2 separate regions of the Mus musculus genome follow, and region 1 is linked to region 2. A link is a contact called in public HiChIP or PLAC-seq data. All regions are on one chromosome and are shown on one strand. Each heading gives the region's core, a stretch centred on a gene start, on an enhancer-like site or on the middle of the called end of the contact. The rest is flanking DNA. Distances are from core to core; before and after follow the strand shown. Region 1 overlaps Msra (methionine sulfoxide reductase A). Region 2 has its middle 10 kb from the start of Gm41175.

Region 1 (2,700 bases), core at 62-2,561, 510 kb before region 2:
GTCAAGATGACAGCCTTGAGGCATGGTTAGGAGGCTCAAATGCATGCAAACTACTGTTACTTTACCTACAGTCCCTGTTCTGTAAATCTGCTTTGATTTCCAAGCTTGGCAATAACGAAGAGCATTGTTTACTTTGTTCCTAGTCTTCTACTTCATGGGATGATGTCCACAGCCAGCTCAGATGTCCTCGTGTAGGTCTTTACATCCACGTGCATTACCCTTGCACTTTCATGATGAATGTGCCAGTGGGACAGACACCACAGTTATTTAAACCAATATTTTTTTTATTCTTGAGAATTTCATATGTTTATACAATGACATATAATCATATCCACTCTCATTTTTCTCTTCCAGTCTCCCCAGCCCTTATCCTCCATAATACATCTGCCTCCATGCTGCCTTCTTCCTCTTCCTCTTCCTCCTTCTTGGTAACCCACTAAATCCATTAGTACTGCCCATCTATATGTGGGTGTGTGGCCCCACAATGAAGCATAGGAAATCTGCCAGTGGCCACACCCTCCAAAAGGTCACACCCTTTCTCTATTCCAGCAGCCTTTCCCTGGCCCACTATTCCGATCATGCCCCATCTGCTCCAGGCAGTACCTTCAGGGCTATCATTGTCTCAATTCATAGTTGAGTGATGCTGTCTTTTGGGCATGACAGAGGCTCACTGCAGTAACCGGGGAGAATCTTACTGTATGATTGTTGGAAGGTAGGAAAGAGAGAGGCAACATCAATTAAATACTTAATCTGTGTTTTAACCCTTGTGAGGGGTCGGAGGAGACTGGTTCATTTGTTGTAGTGGCGAATTAGTTCAACTGCTTTGGCTCCCAGTGGGTCACCCAAATGCTGCACCCGCCCAAAAGCTCTCTGGATTTGTGAATGAAAAACACACAAATGCACGCATGCACAAATGCACTCATGCATGCACACACACATGCAAGTACACCAGCTAATTTTAATATTGCCTTGACTAGCTCAATGACTGGGTACTTCTAAACCTCCCTGAAGCTAGCACATAACTCTGGTATTCCTGAATTAACATCTTTTAAAATCTATATTTCATCTCTGCTACCCTAGACACAATTGAGGGATTGGCCCCTAGGGCTACTTTCCTGGATTCCTGCTCCCCTATCATGGCGATTCTCTCTGTCACAGAGCCAGGAAGGGTTTCAGCTGAAATTTGAAACTACTCTTTTAAAATCTTGGATCAGTGCCTACCACTTTCTGGTCTTGAGGCTTACACAGTACACTCTCCACCCAACCAGGAGACTCTCACACTCCCTGAAAGTGACAAACAGCTGGGGTTTTGCCAGAATAAATCATTTGGATGGAAGACAATGACATCTTGGCTATGCCAAGTATGTAGCAACCCACCTAGCACATTGTTTCCAGTCTGAGGTAATGCTTACTGATGTCAGAGCATGTGCTCATGATAAGAATGTTGAGGAATTGCCTGTTCTTAATCTCTCTGTGATAGGTACAGGTCTTTAGAGGTGGCGTCTAAAAAGGGAATGTTCTAAGTACTTTGGCATTTATGTAATTTTTCTCATCCCTGTCTCTCTCAGTGGCTAGAGATAGGTATATCTTTTAAGTATTCAAATGGAGACTGATGTATAAACCTAGTCGGGAACTTGGGAGATGGATCGGTGGGTAAGAACACCCGTGGTACATGCAGGAGGACCTTAGTTTGAGCCCCCAGGACCCATAGAAAAATAGCTGATCATGGCCATTCCATTCATAACTATATCTTTAGTGTTAAGGGGTGGAGATAGGCCAATCCCAGGAACTCATTGGCCCTCCAGTCCAGCTGAAAAGGGACACTTCAGTGGGAGAGCCTGTCTGAAGAGAATAAGGCAGAGGGTGATAGGCACCAATATCTTTCTCTGTGCTTTGCTTTGCATGCATGAACATTGGATGTGTGCATCCCCACACATGTACAAACACACACACACACACACACACACACACACACACACACACACACTACCACCACCACCATACCACCACCACCACCACCAATCTCATACAATAAACAAAATCCTAGTAAGACTTCAAATTGCTTTTGTTTTGTCGGTGGTAAAACGCAGACTCTGGCTGTGCTTGGGAACTGACTTGTTCTTTCATTTTTCAAATGAGCCTAACTGACCAACCAGTGAATTCATCCAGCAGGCAACTGGCAACTCCATCATTGCTGCAGAATGTGAGGCTGTCTCAGCCAGGGGCCTTGGCAGCTGTGATGAGACCCTGTATGTGTACTTTCTGATCTTGCCTAGTTCTGTTTCTCATGGTATTGCTGCTTGCATCTATCACCATTTGCTTATTTTATTTGAGTTTTTACAATGTATATTTGTGTGTGTGTGGGGGGGGGGCTCTTAAAGAGCCTACAGGTGTGTCTTTTTTAACCAGGTAAAGGCCAGGCAGAGATCTATCCTCACCATCCCTGCGCAGCATCCTGAAAGAGATGCTAGCAAGCACAATAAGGCAAGAAAGGGAATGAAACACAAAGGAATGAGGCACACACTGTCAGTATTTACAAGAGGCATGGTTATGTCTTAGTCCATGAAGGCTGCAAGAGCAGGCTGTCAGAGGTGCCTTAGAGAGAACTGAAAGGTAGTCCTCACCCTAAGTCCAGAATTGGGTACCATCTGATGGTGTCTGGGGAGATTCCTATTTCAGTCCATAGATGGCTGTCCTTTC
Region 2 (2,724 bases), core at 142-2,641:
TCATTATATGAGACTCTCCAGCACTGTACTGCTCATCCTGCTGTCTAGTGTTACCTGGTTGCATGGTTCATAGAGGCTGCAGCCCCACCTCTGCTTCTTAGAGACAGGAAAACAGAAGCTCCTGGGAGGCAAGTAACCTGCCTAGAAATGTCAGGACAGGAGAAGACATGGCTCCAGCCCTATGCTCATCCCCACCTCAGGTTGACACCTTCTCAGATTCCTGCCTGGGGCCCTCCTGCTGTGTTTGTTGGATGGAAACAAAATGGCAGATTTCTTGGTATCCATCTCACTCTCTACCAGGCTATGTGAGCCACTTAATCATTGTGAGCTTTGACAAGAAAAAAAATGATACGGGAAGAGCCTGAAAATGAGTGAACACTTGAGGCAGACCAGAATCTACTGTGTAGTCCCTCAGCTGTACCTCTGACTGACCATAGAACCCTGTTCAAGGCATTATGGGTCTCTGTTTCATGGCCTGTAACATGGAGTGAGATTTCTAGCCTTGTAAGATTTTGGTGGACCAAGCTAGGTGAGGGAGCAGCATCAGTCTCTTGCTTTGCTTGCTCTTAGTCAAGTCAGCATCCCTGACCTTGTAAAAGTATCCTGCTACGATTGGCTAACACTGCCCCATGGTCCTGATGGGGATTACTCTGACAGCATGATTCCTGGTGCTACGGGGAACTTGAGAGCTTGGCTGTCCCCTGATTGTCTTCCTTCCCTTGATAAGTCATCCTGGGAACACTCTGGGCTTCACACGCTTCCCCAGCCTCGACATTCTTGGCATGTACACGAGTGCACTGTCTCAAGTGGCACCTAGTGGTAGGCACTTCTACCATAGGGCAGCCCACAAACTACAGAAAGGCATGCCCATTCTGACAGGCGCTTCCTCAGCCAGGGTATAGTCATGAACAGTTGATACCCACAGACACAGTCCCTGAGAATCACTGCCATCACAGACCTCAAAGGCAGGAATATGTGTCCCTTCCCAGAGTTAGGAGTTGACTCAGCCATCATACTTTTCCCTCTGGCTTCTCTTCATTTTGCCCCAAACCTGCATTTCTTGGAAGACCTGGAAACATTGTATCTGAATGGCCATATCTGGGCCTGAACATGGATAGCATAGGTCCAGAGAGAAAGGGGTCTAAACCTTGCAGATGGATTAGATTCTGGCATGGATTTCTGGGAGGGGTGTTTATATAGGTGGGCGGCCTCAAAGTCTCCAGAAAACAATGTCCAAAGAGATACTGAAGAAGAAAGAAAGAGTAAGAAGTTCCTGGGATATGTCTCAAGCATCTCTTGATAACTAAGAGAATAGGGAGATTGCGGGGGGAGGGGGCAGGAGGAATGCTAAAGACTATGCTACTCTCATGCAAGCAATGATCTCCTTCTTTATCTCAAGGAATTCCATCTATGTTCCCATCAGTTAGAGCGAGGGAGCAGCTTGTGCTACAGCAGTTAGGCAGTGTCTGAATTTGTCTGTTAAAAACTGTCTTGGATGGCTCAGCCACCTTGTGCAAGATTTGTAAACCACGAACAAAAATCAGACTTGTGCATTCTCAGCCTAAATAAGGGAGGAGCTGCCTTCTGCCTGCAGGGCTTTCCCTGCCTAGGTTGTGCTTTATAGAACCCGGGGATTCTCTTCTTCCTTATAACTACGTCTCAAGACCTTGTGAAGCTGTGTTAGTTCACTTGAATTAGCCTCACAGACATTGTCAATGAGCTGGAAGCTAGCATACTTAGAATATCACTCCACCACACAGCACACACTGAAAGGCTGACTTCCTGAGCATTTATGCTTTCAGGCCCTTGAAGAGTCCCCTTGTACTTATATTAGCTTCAACGGGAAAACAGAGGCAAGTTGATGTCCATGTTGGCAGGGGATGGGGACAGAAAAGTGAGGTTTGTCAGTGGGTATGCAGTGACATCTATCTGGGAAAGATGAAACTGGCCAAAAGCTGAGGTGGAAGGTTCGACTTGGCCCTCTGGGGACAGGTTACTCCATATAGATGGCCACAAATAAAGAAAGGGAAACATCCAACAGGTCAGATCCTCCCCAGAGCACACCAGCTCCAAGCTATGGTCTGTGTCAGGATCAGGTTGGTAGGGCTACAGTAATAGCTCCTGGTGCACACTACCCGCCACCCTGCCCTCAGCCACAGAGATCACAGGCTCATTGCTCCACTTAAGCCAAATTTTTTTTTCTTGAATTAAGTCAATACATCCCCAAAACCATGAAAAGTAGAGTCTCTAAAGGAAATTAAACATTTCGAACCAAAGAGGATGAAAACAAACTGTAAACACAGAAACACAAAGTGCACATCAGATCGCGTACAGAACCAAACAGGATTAGTACATCGAATCATTTCAAATGAAAGCAAAGAAAACTTTTTGTTGTGGTTGTTAGCTCTTAAATTCAGGCAAAGAATCACTGTAGCATGCTCACCTTGAACCAGAGATTGGTCATTGTGGTTCTTGGATAAAGAGAAAAAAAAAAAAAAACCAATCTGTGAGGGATATGGAAAACAGCTTGGAATCTGAGGTGAAGGGGGTGGAGGGAAACTGGAAGATTGCATAGCTGTGAGACAGTGGCTTCTCACCAAGGCGAGCGAGTACATCATCTGAGAAATAGCATCTGATAGATTGATTTGATTTTCTGTTCATTTCTGTTTGCAGTATTTTGTTCTCTGTCCATCAGACACATCATACACAGAAACGCATATACAG

What was found. HiChIP or PLAC-seq counts read pairs in DNA pulled down with a chosen protein or histone mark.
Region 1: a contact with region 2 is called in an H3K27ac HiChIP or PLAC-seq map of extraembryonic endoderm stem cells. The contact joins two enhancer-like sites. A contact is called at or near these places in 1 of 484 Hi-C or Micro-C datasets (embryonic stem cells) and 1 of 115 datasets of contacts at active chromatin or transcription factors (extraembryonic endoderm stem cells).

Annotation. Positions count from the first base shown.
Region 1 is chr14:64,348,847-64,351,546 of GRCm38.p6, reverse strand. All of the region lies in intron 1 of Msra (methionine sulfoxide reductase A), which reads left to right. Among named protein-coding and RNA genes, the nearest start is that of Gm52131, 37 kb to the right of the region's middle. Within about 2 kb of position 1,311, at least 26 of the 459 cell types and tissues checked have an H3K27ac peak or open chromatin away from gene starts, as enhancers often do. A contact at or near this core is called in extraembryonic endoderm stem cells, where this site is marked.
Region 2 is chr14:63,834,853-63,837,576 of GRCm38.p6, reverse strand. It overlaps a transcript of Xkr6 not described here. Among named protein-coding and RNA genes, the nearest start is that of Gm41175, 10 kb to the right of the region's middle. Within about 2 kb of position 1,391, at least 1 of the 459 cell types and tissues checked has an H3K27ac peak or open chromatin away from gene starts, as enhancers often do. A contact at or near this core is called in extraembryonic endoderm stem cells, where this site is marked.